Regions from separate parts of the Hordeum vulgare genome. Here region 1 is linked to region 2. A link is a contact called in public Hi-C data. All regions are on one chromosome and are shown on one strand. The core of a region is the stretch at or near the end of the contact, and the rest is flanking DNA. Distances in the headings are between cores, read along the strand shown. Region 1 has its middle 97 kb from the start of LOC123442890. Region 2 has its middle 77 kb from the start of LOC123442890.

Region 1 (7,645 bases), core at 2,378-4,877, 170 kb after region 2:
CATATCTTCAAGATGTTCAACACATAAAGAGGAACCTTGATATTATTGTAATACCTAGAAGCATATGTTCCTCTCTCATAATAATTTTCAGTGGCATAATGAAGTAATTCAAAAATACAACTATCACATAAAGCATTCCTTTCATGATGGACAAGAATAGAAAATTTATTACTCTCTACATGAGGAAACTTCTCATTCATAATAGTGGGAGCAAACTCAACAAAATAAATCACATGTGATACTTGAGTGGCATAATCCAATTGAAAATTAAAATCATGATGATAAGTTTCATGGTTATTATTAATCTCTATAACATACATGTCATCACCATAATCATCATAGATAGCAACTTTGTTGTCATAGTCAACTGAAGCCTCTTCCAAAATAGTGGACTAACACTAACTAAAGGCATGACCTCTCCAAATCCACTTTTATCATTATGAAAAGATTCAACACCCTCCAAAATAGTGGGATCATTAGTAACTAGAGTTGACACTCTTCCAAACCTCCTTTCATCAATATAATCATCATAAATTGGAGGCATACTATCATCATAATAAATTTGCTCATCAAAACTTGGGGGGCTAAAAATATCATCTTCATCAAACATAGCATCCCCAAGCTTGTGGCTTTGCATATCATTAGCATCATGGATATTCAAAGAATTCATACTAACAATATTGCTATCATGGTCATCATTCAAGGAATTCACATTAAGCATTTTTATAAATTCTTCCTCTAACAATTCAGCACAATTTTACGAACCATCATTTTGACGAAAGACATTAAAAAGGCAACCAAAATTCCATTTTTTGTAATTTTCTTTTGTAAAACCAAACTAGTGAAAAACAATAAAATAAAAGATTAAATTGCAAGATCTAAAGATATACTTTTAAGCACTCACCTCCCAAGCAAGAGCGCTAGAAAAGAGCTTGGTGTCTACTATGCAACTTTAACTTTATTCGTGTAGATGTTGTTGGGCCTCCAAATGCAGAGTTTTGGAGGGCAACATCAAATTTCCCTCAAGTGGATAACCTAACATTTGTAAATAAGTGGGAGGTGTAGGATGAAGATGGTCTCTCTAGAGCAACCCTGCAATCAAATAAAAGAAATGTCTTGTGTCCCCAACACACCCAATACAATTGCAAATTGTATAAGTGCACTAGTTCGACGGACAGATGTTGATACAAGTGTAGTATGGATAGTAGAAATATATTTTTATAATATGAATAAATTAAAACAACAAGGTAACATGTAGTAAACAACGAACAAAATGTTATATAAATGCTTGGAAATAAGGCCTAGGGTTCATACTTTCACTAGCGTAATCTCTCAACAATGCTAACATAGTAGAATCATATGGTCATCGCTCAACATGCAATAGAGAATGACTCCAAAGTTCCTATTAGCGGAGAACATAATAAAATGTTGTTGTAGGCAGCGAACCACCTCAAAGTTATTCTTTCGGTCAATCTTTTGGGCCATTCCTATTAGTGTCACAAACAACCTTAGAGTTCGTACTAGAATAACACCTATGATACATGTCAACTTGGTATGACTTCCGTATGATTGTGCCATGGAACATTGTTCTTAATAGCGGTTCCATAATTAAGTCTACGAAATCAAAGATTTTACAAGTGATTCAATATATACACGGCTTGTTTCAATAAATTATGAATCTTGTGAAAGCATGGTAGATGCATTGAAATGCAAATAATACATACGGATCTGAAGTTGCTAGATTCAATAGGATGAAGTCTATACGACAAGCAAAGCACAAACTAACATCGTAATGCCATTAGTGTAAAAGTAAAATGTGCTAACTAGATTATTGACTCTCGTGCAAGGGGAAGACTGTTGGAAATGTGCCCCACGGGCAATAATGTTGTATTATTATTTCCATATTAATAATTAATAGTTTATATTCTATGCTATAACTGATATGATCCTGGAATACATGATTCAGTGTAAAACTCGTATGCACGTGTGGAATGATAAACGAGAAAACAAGGATCCTAGTCTTGCCTCTAAGACCGAGTCAAGTTTTATGGGTGAACATGTTTTCCGGATATTACGATATCGTTAAGTGTAACAATGATCCTAAAACAACATTAAGAGTATGAAGTTAGAAGAATGATAATATTGAATCAACCCAAACTTGTACATTATACTTTGTGGATAATATTGTGTGAAATCAATTGCTATAACTTATAACACAGAGTATTAATGTGTGTTTTATGTTCCTTCGACCATTAGATCACTTCTTACCGTACGATGAGCTTTGGGGTTGCTCAAACGTCATCTGTAACTAGGTGATCATAACGACAACTTACAGGTTCATCGGAAAGTTTGACAAGGAACTAGATAGCCCCAAGGGTGAAATACTCCCTCCTCATCATGTCCTCCGCTCGGATAATGACGATGGCCACCGGAGATGATTTGCCCCTCCGACAAGGTACTCGAAAGGCTCTAGATAGGTTTTATTCGATACGGAGAGTCACAACGGCGGAACGGAAGTTCTCTCCTAATCTTTTGAGGATTTTGGTATATATATAGGATTTCTCACTGTTGGAATTACGCCAACGGATCCATATGGGGACCACCACACAACATGGCCCATAGGTGGCTCACCTGTGGTGGTTCTTCGCTCCAATATTTCTTATATGTTCTACAAAAAATAATTAAAAAGTTCCGAACGATTTCAAAAACTATCATTTTGTGCACAAAAAATAGCACCATGATAATTCTGCTAAAAACAACGTCATTCCAAGTTAGTTCTAATTAAATCATACAAAATGCATCAAAATCATATATATGTATTGTAAACATAGAGTAATATTACATGAATACTTTATAAATTAGCGATAGCGAAAAAACAAAAAATGAAATAATTCAGCAAAAACAAAAACAACACGTGAATTCATAAAGTTCACGAATTTTGACATAAATCAAGAACTTGCCAAAAAGTTCATGGATTTTTCAGAAAGGTTCATTGATTTATTTAATTAATTGAATTTGATAGAAGTACAACATCATTAAAAAAATTCATCAAATTCAAATAATTATCATCCAACTAGAAAAATGTTCATTGAATTAGGAATAAAAATAATAAATTATGGAAAATTCTCATCAATATTTTAGAAAAGTTCATAAAATTGAAAAAACTCCATTGATTTTGAAATTCAGAAATTTGAATAAAAGTTCATGTATTATAGAAAAAACTTTTCATGAATTTGAAAAAAATTGTTCATGAACTAGAAAAAGGTTGACGAATATGAATAAAAGTTCATAGATTTTGGAGAAAATGTTCATCTAGTTTGAAGAAAAATTTCATAAATACTAAATAATCCATGCATTTTAAGGAAAAATAAAAAGGGAAATGGTAAAGGAAAACCAGATAAAAAATTACAGGAAAAAAACATGTATTGCAGAAAGAAATAAAATGAAATAAAAAAGCAAGTATTTCACAACCTATATCCGAGTGGTAGTTCGCAGTCCATTCAATTGTGAGGTTGCGAGTTTAAAGTTGGCAGCATGCAATTTGTTTGGCCGGCCCAGGTAAGAGCACCTTCAGCGTCCGTTTATGTGAGAATGCTGAAGGTGCCGAACAGGAAATGTTGACAAACCCTATTTAACGCCCCAGACGCCGGTTAAAGGCAAAATGTACTAACCGGCCCCTGCAACGCTCTGTAATGAGTCGGCCTGTCTAGATATTCATTATGAACTTTTATAGCCGTGAACTATTTTAGCGCGTGAACCCTTTTTTGAAATCGGTGAACTTTTTTGAAAATAGTTGTACTTTTTTTTTAGAATCGATGAACCTTTTTTTGTAATCGATGAACTTTTTTGAAAAATCATGAACATTTCTCGCTATCAGTGAACTATTTTTAAAAATTGATGAACTTTTTTTCAAAATCGATGACATTTTTTTTGAATTCTGTGAACTTTTTGAAAAATCGTGAACATATTTCCAAAAATCGGTGAACTTGTTTTTCATAATTATAGATTTTTTTTGGAAAATCTGAACTTTTTAAAAATTCTGTAAACTTTTTATACTTTTTTAATAACCAAGGAATTTAATATGGGCCGGCCCAAGAAGAGGGCCGATGCAGGCGCCCGTTCCCTGGTGGCGCTTGAGGCGCCACATAGGATGTCCCAGAAATGTTCGTTCAAACTGAAGCGCCAAATTTCCCTCAAACAAAAAAAATGTAGCGCCAAATCCATTCATGAATTCAAGAGACGTTCCGTAAAAAAAGGTTGACAGAGAAATGACGTTCTAGCATCAGTGACGAAGCCACTAATAAGTCGAAGGGATGTTTCCAGCCGTACGCCTATCTTGCTGAAATAAAATTCCAGATTTTTTCCTTTGGTTCTTTAAAAAATCCATAGATGTATTAGTGAAAGAACATGGATGTCGACTAGGAGGAGGAGAGATATGAATATATGCTTTAAAATAATTATGGTTAAGACTTAAACAATTACAAAATAAAACTAACGTTTAATTACTCAAGCACAAAACCTAAAATAATTAAGCTCATCTATGAACATCAACAACTTAAGCTAAGCAAAATAAACAACTAAGTGATAGCAAAATATATATCAAGAAACAATGGCTATCACAAAGTAAAGTGCATAGTAAAGAGCTCAGATAAGAGATAACCGAGGCACGCGGAGACGATGGTGTATCCCGAAGTTCATAGTCTTACAGATGCTGATCTTCGTTTGGAGCGGCGTGGAGGCACAATGCACCCTAAAAAGCCATTGGGGTCACCGTAATCTCCTCACGCCCTCACACAGTGCAAGATGTTACGATTTCACTAGTGGTGCTCTTAAAAGGCGGCAACCGAACCTTTATAAACAAGATTGAGGCAATCTCCACAACTTAATTGGAGACTCTCAACACCACCACAAAGATTCGCCACAATGCATTGTGGCTTCGAGGTGCAAATTGCTCGGGGCAATCTCCACAATCTAAGTGGAGACCGTGACGTTTGCCCGGAGATTTACACCATAATGATTGAGCTCTAAGGCATCATCAACCGTTTAGGGCCCCAAAGCACCCAATTGGCACAAGCTCTAGGGTGTCCAAACAGCCAAGAGTAATAAGATTGTTAAACTTCACTTCCATGTATTACCATGGAGAACTCAAATCGATGCAACTAATGTAATGGTAAGAATATACGAGGTGGTCAAGTCCCTCACACTCAAATCCCACCACAACAACAAAAGGTATGGATGAATATGAGAGAAAGAACAAGGAGCTCACAAAGAAATCCAAGATCTAGATCCAAGGGGTTCCCCCCACATAAAGGAGAAAGTGATTATGGAAACATATATCTAGATCTCCTCTCCTTTTCCCTTCAAAAACTAGCGAGAATCATTTAAGAGGTTGAGAGATAGCAAGCTCAAAAAAGGTCAACAATGGGGAGCAAACATGAGCTCAAAGGATGGAAAACCATTGGGGAAGAAGACCCCCTTAAATAGGTTCCCCCAAATCAAACATTACGCACTCAACCCGTGCATAAGTCTTAGTCCCGCTCACGCTAGTGTACTTACGCTAGCACGAAAGTTTCAATCCATAGCGTGAAACTGAGAGGCTCCAGAAGGGAGTAGCGCCACCGAAGCGGTACTACCGCTCCCACGAGTGGTATTACCGCTAGGTGTTGCAAGTGCGGGTGAAACCGCGGCAGTAGAGAAAAGCAGGGCAGTACTACCAGAGAGAGTGGTACTACCGCCTATTACTGTCATTCTACTACCGCTCGAAGGAATGCGCTAAACAAAGAGCAAAATATAAGCGGTACTCCAGTAGTACTAAAGTGCGATAGTACCGATGGTCTGCGCGGTACTATCACTTAGGTGCTTCAAGCAAGCCCCAAGCAAAAGCGACGGATAAACACGCCAACACCGGAAACGTCATAAAAATGCATATGGACTTCGTTTTCGATGAACTCGAGCATGTGAAGAAGATTACCATAAGCTAGAGAACCCACATAGAGAAAAGTCAACCACGAACCAAGAAAGATGATGATGCCAAGAATGTAATGGTTTGAGCTATCAATGAGTGTTACAATCAAGCTACTCACATGAGATCCCCCCTTGTAGTACGGCTATCGATCCTATAACCTGGTCTCGCAACTAACATCCCGAGACCGGTAAAATAGAAAACTTATCAAGGACAAACATTTGCCTTGTGCATTGTCCACTTGAGTTAGACGATGATGATCGTGTCCTCCCCAAGATAGACCACCTTTCTTGATTGCGTTAGCTTGATGAAGACTAGTAGATTGCTCTCCCATACTCCACTACAGATGAGCCAATCTTTGGCATATCTTCACAGTTCCATTGTGACCAAATAGACGTCAAGCTTCAAGCATGATCTCTTTGTAATGCGTCACATGAAATTGCACACGACAAAATTGATGACGATCACCACTTGATGTCATCCTCCATGGGTTGTATGAGATCTTCCTCTTGACGCAAGCCCATGGACACATACCTAATCCCACATAGAACTCTCATGTAGACCATGAGTTAGTACACAAAGTGTAATGGACAATACTTACCATATCATGGGATCACTTGATCTTCCTCTTGCGCAATCCCATGGACGAATACCTAAGCCTACATAAAACTCTCACACAGAACATGGATTAATACACAAAGCGTAATCGATAATACTTACCATACCATGAGATCACTTGATTCCTCTCGGTACATCATATGTACTCTTTGTGTGTTGATCAACTTGATTCACTCTTTTGACTTAGTCTTGGTCAACCTCGAGACTTAACTTATCTCTTCATAAAGATGATATCTTGAAGGTAAACATGAATATTCCCACAATCTTCTTCTTCAAGACATGCTTGCAATAAGCTCAACTCTTACATGATCAATCTTTGGATACAATCTTCAATACTACCTTGGTCATCTCATAAAGTCATTAAAGTCAACAAATAGACTTCAAGAAGTGCCTATGGACAAATCCTTACATAGGTTAGTGTTGCCTAAATCCTAGGAAAATCCACCTCGTCCTCCCACGCCGCCCCATGAGGCGATGGGAAGGAACCCTAGCTGTTGACCCCATCCCCTCCTCCTCCGGCCTCTCCCTACCTTGCCGTCGTCCCGAGTCACCGTCGGGCGAAGCCCGACCGACGTAGGCGGCGACCTGGACGCTCCTTCCCCTCCTCGTGGACCCCTCGACTGATGCGGTATGGCTGGCCGCCGGAGGCACTAGGCTATGGCAGGGTTTGACGACATAGATCCGAGCGCTTAGGGTGGCAGCGGCGTGTCAACCACGTGAGCTCTTATGGTGGTGCAATGGCTGCCACGGAGGGGCGTGCCTAGCGCGGATCGTGGCCGGCCGGTGGCCGGATTGGATCGAGGCGGCGCGAATTACGGGTGGCGAGGGTTGCTTGTGGGGTCCGGTTTTGTGCTCCCGATGGTTGTAGGTGGCCTTCCTATAGCGAGCGTGCAGTGGTGCTCCTCGGGCTGCGATGGTTCCGATGGCGGTGCTACCTCGGGCGGCGCAACTTCAGATTGTGAGGAGGTGGTGGCGCGACCACTTGGCTTGGGGTTGGCGTGGTGGTTGGCGGTGATGCCCTCTCGACCGAGATATGGGTCCTTTGCGGCCCCATGTGGTTATGGG
Region 2 (7,504 bases), core at 2,430-4,929:
GGTGCACGTGTCCCTCAAAATGAGAAGGAGTTATTCAACCTCCACCACTCCTCTTTGAGGATCACTATTGAAAGGGCATTTGCAGCTTTCAAGAACTGGTGGAGAATTGTGGACAACAAGCCTCACCACCCTTATCCGTCACAAATCAAAATCATACTAGCTTGTTGCATTCTTCATAATTGGATACTTCCGTAGGGAGAGGACGATTTTGTACCGCCGGAGCACACTTTGGACTGGGAATGTAACATGTATCTTATGTTATGTTCTTTTGTTGGACTGTAATGGATTTCTGGCTCTATCTATTATGTGATCTTTGAGATGTACTAGATTAGTATGGATCTGTGACCCTATAATATGTGAACTTTTAAGATGTAGTGGATAAATTGTGCACTCTTTATGATCCTGATGCATTTATGTAGATATTATGACCATAAGCCGCTTCTATACTATACAAGCAAATAAGATGTTGTAAAAAAAATTGTTTTCTTACTGTAATCATCTCTGCTATTTTGAAGACGTGATTACATTTTTACCCAATCATATTGTTTCGGTACTTTAATTGGCAAATATATCTAGCTTGAAGTGCATATCACCAAAACTATCTTGTAGTTATTTTACATACATCATCTTGTTTGGCATCATAGAACATACCAAACAACATGTGTTGTATGTTGCATCTCTCATACAACCCGAGATGCAACATACCAAACAAAATCTAGGCTGAATCCGGCTCGTATCATGCACTACACCAAACACACATCTCATCTCTATTTTGCATCACCTCAACCAAGCCAGGCCCACCCAAGCTCTACAATGCATGATGGATACACAGGGAACCAAACACACCCATAGTGGGTTGACTAAGCGGCGTATCGGTTGTTACTTTCAAATCCGCTCATTCATTTTTTTTCCTTCTCTTCGTTAGTTTATATTTTATAAGAAACAAATTAACAAATACTGTAAAACGCAGGCTTGCTGTAATTTCCATGAAAACCATAAATTAGAAGAAAAATGGTAATGGAGTGTACAAAATTGTTACTATCAATTAAGAAAATGTTAATAACATTTTGAAAATGTTTTTGACATTGCAAAATGTTTAACTCCTATCAAAAAAATATTACAAAATATGTTCACACACATATAATTGAAACTTTTTATCATTTATACTGAAAAAAGTTTAATGTGTACAAAAAATGTTCCAGGAGTGTGCGTAAAATGTACAATGTATATAATAAACAGACATCAAAAACATATATTTTAATAAAATGATGTACTCTCTCCCTAACAAAATGTAGGATGTCTTTTTGTAGCCCACTACACCGAAAAAGGTCTGATATTACATTATAGAGTGAGTATTTAAAATATGGTGAACACGTATAAAAAATCCTTGTTTATGAAAAAAATGTACAAGGTGTATGAAAACAAGTAGTCATCAAAAACTAATATTTCAAACTTTTTATCATGCATTTCGAAAGTGCTAAGCCTGGATATGAAGTTGTTCCTGATGTGTAAAAAAACGTACAACATTTATAAAAGAATTATATCAAAATATATGCTCAGAGAAAAGGTTAATCATGTATTTGAAATTGTTAAGGGGATATAGAAAATGTTTTGTATGTAGACAAAAAATGTATAATGTGCATGAAAAAGAAAATACACATAAAATCATATATTTGAAAATATGTTAGTCCCGTATTTAGAAAATATTTACCTTACTCATAAAAATGTTTCCCGTGTATATGAAAAATCTTTCATGTATTCCAAAAGAGAACCCAATGAAAACTATCAAAAAAGATAATAAAAAAGGACAAGCAAATCAAACAAATGCAAAAGAACGAAAACAATGAAAAACAAACAAAATGCCAAGAAAAACAAAAAAGCGAGAAAGAAACAAAACAAAAAACGAAAAGTATAAATAAATAAGGAAAATAATTCAAAAACAGTGAAAACCGAGAAAGAAATAAAACATTGATAGAAAACAATAAAATATAAAAAACAAAAAAACTGGGAAGAAACAAAAACAAACATAAAAAGAAAAAGAAGAAAAACGCAGCCGTTAACATACCGATGGGTGAGCGGGTGAGCGTGAACAAACGTAAAAATGGGCCAGCTCAGTACTATACGTCAGACGGATAGTTTCGGGCGAGACGGGAGTGCATTTCCTATATAGAGCTGCAGGCGTCAAATTTCTTTGATTTTCAGCTAACCGGCACATGCACGCACGTTAGCTGGGCTCGGCCCATTTCTTTTGCCTGTCCGTTTACCTATTGCATGCTTCAAAGTGTAAAAAATTGGTTACAGCAAGGATTCCAATTGTCTTACTTATCATCATTTCTTTCGTTCCTTCTGTTTTTTATTTTCCGTTTTTCTTTTTTTCTGATTTCAATTTTTTTTTCTTTTCTTTTCAGTTTTCCTTCTTCCTCAGTCTTTTTTTTCATCCATCCTCACTTTTTTTAAAATAGATGAAATATTTCCTAATTGAGTTATATTTTCAAAATTTTATGAACCTTTTCAAATCCAATGAACTTTTTTTTTTAAAAATGATGAACTTTTTCCAGATTTGATGACCTATTTTCTTTAAGTTTGTGAACTTTTTTCGAAATGGTGAACTTTTTTCAAACTTGATGAACTTTTTCAAAATTTAGTGAACCTTTTTCAAATACAAATAATTTTTATTTGAAAATTCGATAAACCTTTTAGAAGAAATAATGAACTATTTTAAAAATCCACTGGACTTTTTATAAAGCGATGAACTTTTTCCAGATTCGATGACCTATTTTTAAGATCGATGAACTTTTTTCAGATTCGATGACCTATTTTGAAATCCGTTGAAAATGTGGCAAATTTTTTGACTTGTTTCCAAATTGATGAACTTTTTTCGAATTAGATAAAACTTCTTAAAAATTCGTGAACTTTTCTAACAAATTGGTGAACTTTTTTGTATCTTGTGAACTTTTTTGCTTTTTTATTTTTTCACTTTTTCTAACAAATTTTCCTGTTTTTTCACATTTCACATTTTTATTTTTTCATCTTTCTTTTTATTCGTCTTTCCTTTTAATTGCACGAACTTTTTTTCAAATTTGGTGAATTTTTTTAATTACGATGAACTATTTTTTGATAAATTATGATGAACTTTTCTCAAAATTTCATGAATTTCTTCAACTTTGATAAACTTTTTTTAGAAAAATTCAATGATTTTTTCAAAACAACTTGACGAACTTTTTTTTCAAAAAATTTGAACTTTTTCCAAACTCGACGAACTTTTAAAAGAAATGATGAACTTTTATCAAATTCGATGAACTTTTTTCAAAATCGGTGAATTGTTTTTGAAAACCTGTGGACTTTTTTCAAAAATGATAAACTTTTATAAAATTTCATGAGCTCTTTTTCAAAATTGTTGAATTTTTTTTATATTTGATGATTTTTTTGAAATGATCAACTTTTTTCGAATTCGATGAACATTTTTGTAAATCAGTATCTTTTTTGAATTTAATTGACTGTATAAAAATTGGATGGAAATTTCAAAATACTTGATTTTTTTTAAATATGGATTTTTATTTATGTTCATTTATTTTGTTTTCTTCTTTTTAGTTGAAGTCAACCCTTATTGGACCGGCCCATCTTGAGGCGCTGCAAGCGCCAGGAGCAGGAACGGACGCCTGCAGCGCCGTATAGGAGCACCCAAACGGGAGTTATTCTGGCCAAATCTTACAATGTAATTCTGCTAATGGGCGCTTGCACCGCCCCGCACTGGGCTGGCCCATGTCAGCTTTTTTTTTTTTCTGTTTTGAAGAAAAAAAAAGGTCTAGCGCTGTGCGTAATCGAACTCTAAATCTCCATCTCGGGTTAACAGGTGGTAACCACCACGTCACTTCACCAGACCTGATGAATAATTTTCCTTTACTCTTTTCTTATATCCTTCTTTGGTGTTCGTTTTTTGCTTCTGTTTTTCGTTTTTTTGCTTCTGTTTTTTCTTTTTTTTCTTCCTGGCCTGATGATTTTTTTATAATTCGTGAGCTTTTTCTTCAAATCGTTAACAAAAATCACCAAACTTTTGTCAAAATTGGTAAACTTTTTTCAAACCGAATGAACGTTTTTTAAATTTTTATAAACTTTTTTCTCAAATTCAATGTTTTTTGTTCATTCAATGATTTTTTTCAAATTTGATGAACACTTTTTTAGTTCTATGAACTTTCTTTAAATTTTATGAACACTTTTTTAGTTCTATGAACTTTCTTAAAATTTGATGAACTTTTTTCAAATTCGATGAACATTTGGAAAAAATTGATGAACTTTTTAAAATTTGATGAACTTTTTTAAAAATCAATTAACTTTTTTTCAAATTTGATGAATGTTTTTCAAAATCACTGAACTCTTTATTAAAACTATTGAACCTTTGTGAAATGTGATAAACATTTTTCATAATTTTTTTATTTTAAAAATCTGGCAATATTTTTTCAATTTAAAGAACTTTATTAAAAATCGATGTATTTTATTTGTCAAAAATCGATGGAGCATCAGAGCTGTTTGATGGGCCGGCCCAACGCGGGGCGCTGCAAGTCCCAGGAGGGCAAACGGGCGCCTGCAATATTTTTTGAAAGATCCAACCTCCGGCTGACATATATTGATTCAAAGGAGGTAGCAGTGCGGAGAAAACAATTTGGGGGGATGGTGATCCGAATGATCAAGGAGAAAAAGAAACGGGAAAACAAATCCGAAAAACCCTCGACACGTGAGGGTTGTTACAAAGGGTGATATCTCACGGTGGATCCCAAAACGGGTGCTCCAAAACTCTGGCTCCGGCTTGACACCAAAGTTCAACGATGCTGTTGATAGCATACTTCAAACTTTGAAACTCTGCAGTCTTATCTCTGAATGTGCAGGCGTTTCTCTCCTTCCATATCTCCGACAGTATCAAAACAATCATTGTCTTGACTGCTTTTTTGTACTTCGGTAAAGCTGAGTTGATCATCACACCTAAAATGTCTGAAGAGTTTTCTCTGTCTCCCCATTTTCTGGGTGTAGTGATTCACATCCGGGGCGTGATGCCACATGTGTCCAAACTTGTATGGACAACGGGCATTGCCAGAACAGGTGTTTCGCTGATTCTAGGTTCCGGTGACACAGTTGGCAGAAATAGCCATTTGGCCATCCTCTGCGTTGGAGACGGTCGTTGCACCACAGCCTGTTCTTCAGAAGCAACCAGATGAAGATCTTGAGCCGCGCAGGCGCCCAGGTTGACCAGATTAACTTCTTGTACTCAGATCGCAGGTGTCCTTGAAACTGAGCCTTGTATGCCGAACTAGCTGAGTATACTTCTGAAGGCTCTAGTTTCCACCTGATTGTGTCTTGAATGCCTGCAATATGGTTCTCGCGCTTTTTATTGGAGTTTATGAGCCGAAGACCATTGCAGAGTTTCGGCCGAGTCTTGATGAGTTGAGGGAGAATGTTAGTAAAAACGAAAGTAAGAAAGTATTTTCTCAACAAAGAAAGGTGAAAAGTGTATGGCACCACTAAAAAAGGCAATTTGAGTAGTACAGATACTTCTTCCCCATCGACGTCACTATATATCTGTTTAGTATATACTAGTCGGCCAGTACCATATATACTTGGGTTGAACTTTGTACTACGTGGAGACAGGGATGTACATGTCATCACACGCGTGAGAGTATATATATATGTGTGTGTCGCTCAGGCGATGGCAACGGCGTGCGTGCGTGCTTTGCCTGAAGATGTCACATGCGAGTAGTACCAAATTGTTAGCGCAATCCAATCCACGTCGGACTTTAGGCCGAACGCGGCTTGGTCGTTGAGTTGAAGGCGCCTGATTCGTGGGATCAAAGCAAAGGGAGCGGGCGTCAAGCCAACCGGTAAATAAACGAGCCAGTGCGTGGACGTGTGAGCAAAGCCGAGCAAGGGCATCTCTATCGCTCGCCGATGGGCATCGGACCGATCCTGGCCGTCCGATGGTGCCGGCAGTCTCTCGCGTGTGGGGTTTTTTAGGGGTTGTTTGGTTCCCAGCCTAAGGTTGCCATGCCTAACCTTAGTCATGCCACAATACCTTAGGCATGTGTTTGGTTCATTGCCACACTTGTGGCTTGCCACACTTTTCTAGTTATATGGTCCACATGTCATACACTTAATTTTTTGCCAAATCTTGCCACACTTGTGGTGTTCATTTTGTTAGCCACACTTTTTGTGGCAGCCACACATTGCCTAAGGTTAGTTGTGGTAAAGTTAGTCATGAACCAAACAGGCCCTTAGTTTCACCGCAGCCACAGAGCCGGCGCGATAGGATCGGAGAAAGATTGTGCTAAATATGACCTGTGGCTGTGGGTGCTTTTCACCGGCCCGTCAGGCTCACCGGTGATTTTGCCACTGCCGCCCACGTGGGCGCGCATACACGGGCGTACAAAAAATGCAAGATAAATCGGAGCTCGTACTTCCGCTGTGCCAGTACCGGACAAGGCAAGGATCATATGAATGATATCCGGTCGCAGCTGTTGCTGTTGCTGTTGCAGGGCCAGGCGGTGAAGGAATCGTCAAGAATCCAAGTCACCGCAGCTCGAAAGAGAAGCCCAGATGGCGCCACGTACGCGCCGATGCGGACACATAGCCGGGAGGGATCGCCCGTAGTTCGTTCGCGTAGACTTTGACCCGACTTTGATCCGGTCGGTCGTTTGGAGCGATGCCTTTCCCGGATGCAAGTGGAATGGAAGCAGCGGCAGCGGCAGCGGCAGCATCTGCGCTCTCGCTTGCCTCTTTCTTTTCCTTCATTGGGGACAGAGGCGACGTGTTGGATCTGGCTCCTGTGCGTGTGTTCTGTTCCCCCTTCGGCTGCTTTATCGATCGCTTTCGGCTCCGGAGTCGATCGTGTGGGTGTGGAGGGAATATTATGATCAGGTGCGTGCTTGCGGCTGGGACTGGGGGCAGACGGCAGACCTTGCTTGTGTTTGGCTTGTGATCGCCCACTTGTTTGTGGGTTATGACTGATCCCCTTTGTTTGTTTTATGCTCATTCTTGTTGTATACAACGTACTATAATTACTCCTAGTTGTCGCCGTAAGCAAAGTCAAGTTTCTCAACCCTGACCTCCATTGTTTATGGAAATACTAGTGTGTGGACTGAACAAGATCTTGCTTTTTTCTTTGAAGGAGGGGAGAGCAACCTTTGTTTTCTTTCGGCACACAATTATAGAAACGTGAACTAACGTGTGCTTGATGGTTAATTTTTTTTTTTGGTATTTTTAGTCTAACAGGATTTAAGTCATAGACTTGATATGATGCTTGCGTTATTCTTGAATTTATTTGAGACCTGCGACGATGTTCGTTAAGTGGGAGGATACGTTTTTGTCAACAGCGAGACGTCTATAATGACTTCGTAAAATCTTAAAGTGTTCATAGGAATATGATATGCATATGAGCGTTTATAAGGATGCGTCTATTTCGTGTATGTGAGCGACTTTGATTGTATTATGTTAATAAAAACAATTATAAACACAAGAA

The links. A called contact is a pair of places that touch in the nucleus more often than the background predicts.
Region 1: a contact with region 2 is called in a Hi-C map of leaf, with 6 times the contacts expected there. The contact joins two enhancer-like sites. A contact is called at or near these places in 3 of 6 Hi-C or Micro-C datasets (leaf and seedling).

The regions. Positions count from the first base shown.
Region 1 is chr3H:43,182,879-43,190,523 of MorexV3_pseudomolecules_assembly, forward strand. No RefSeq gene overlaps it. Among protein-coding and RNA genes, the nearest start is that of LOC123442890, 97 kb to the left of the region's middle. Within about 2 kb of position 3,628, at least 2 of the 3 cell types and tissues checked have open chromatin away from gene starts, as enhancers often do. A contact at or near this core is called in leaf, where this site is marked.
Region 2 is chr3H:43,009,137-43,016,640 of MorexV3_pseudomolecules_assembly, forward strand. No RefSeq gene overlaps it. Among protein-coding and RNA genes, the nearest start is that of LOC123442890, 77 kb to the right of the region's middle. Within about 2 kb of position 3,680, at least 3 of the 3 cell types and tissues checked have open chromatin away from gene starts, as enhancers often do. A contact at or near this core is called in leaf, where this site is marked.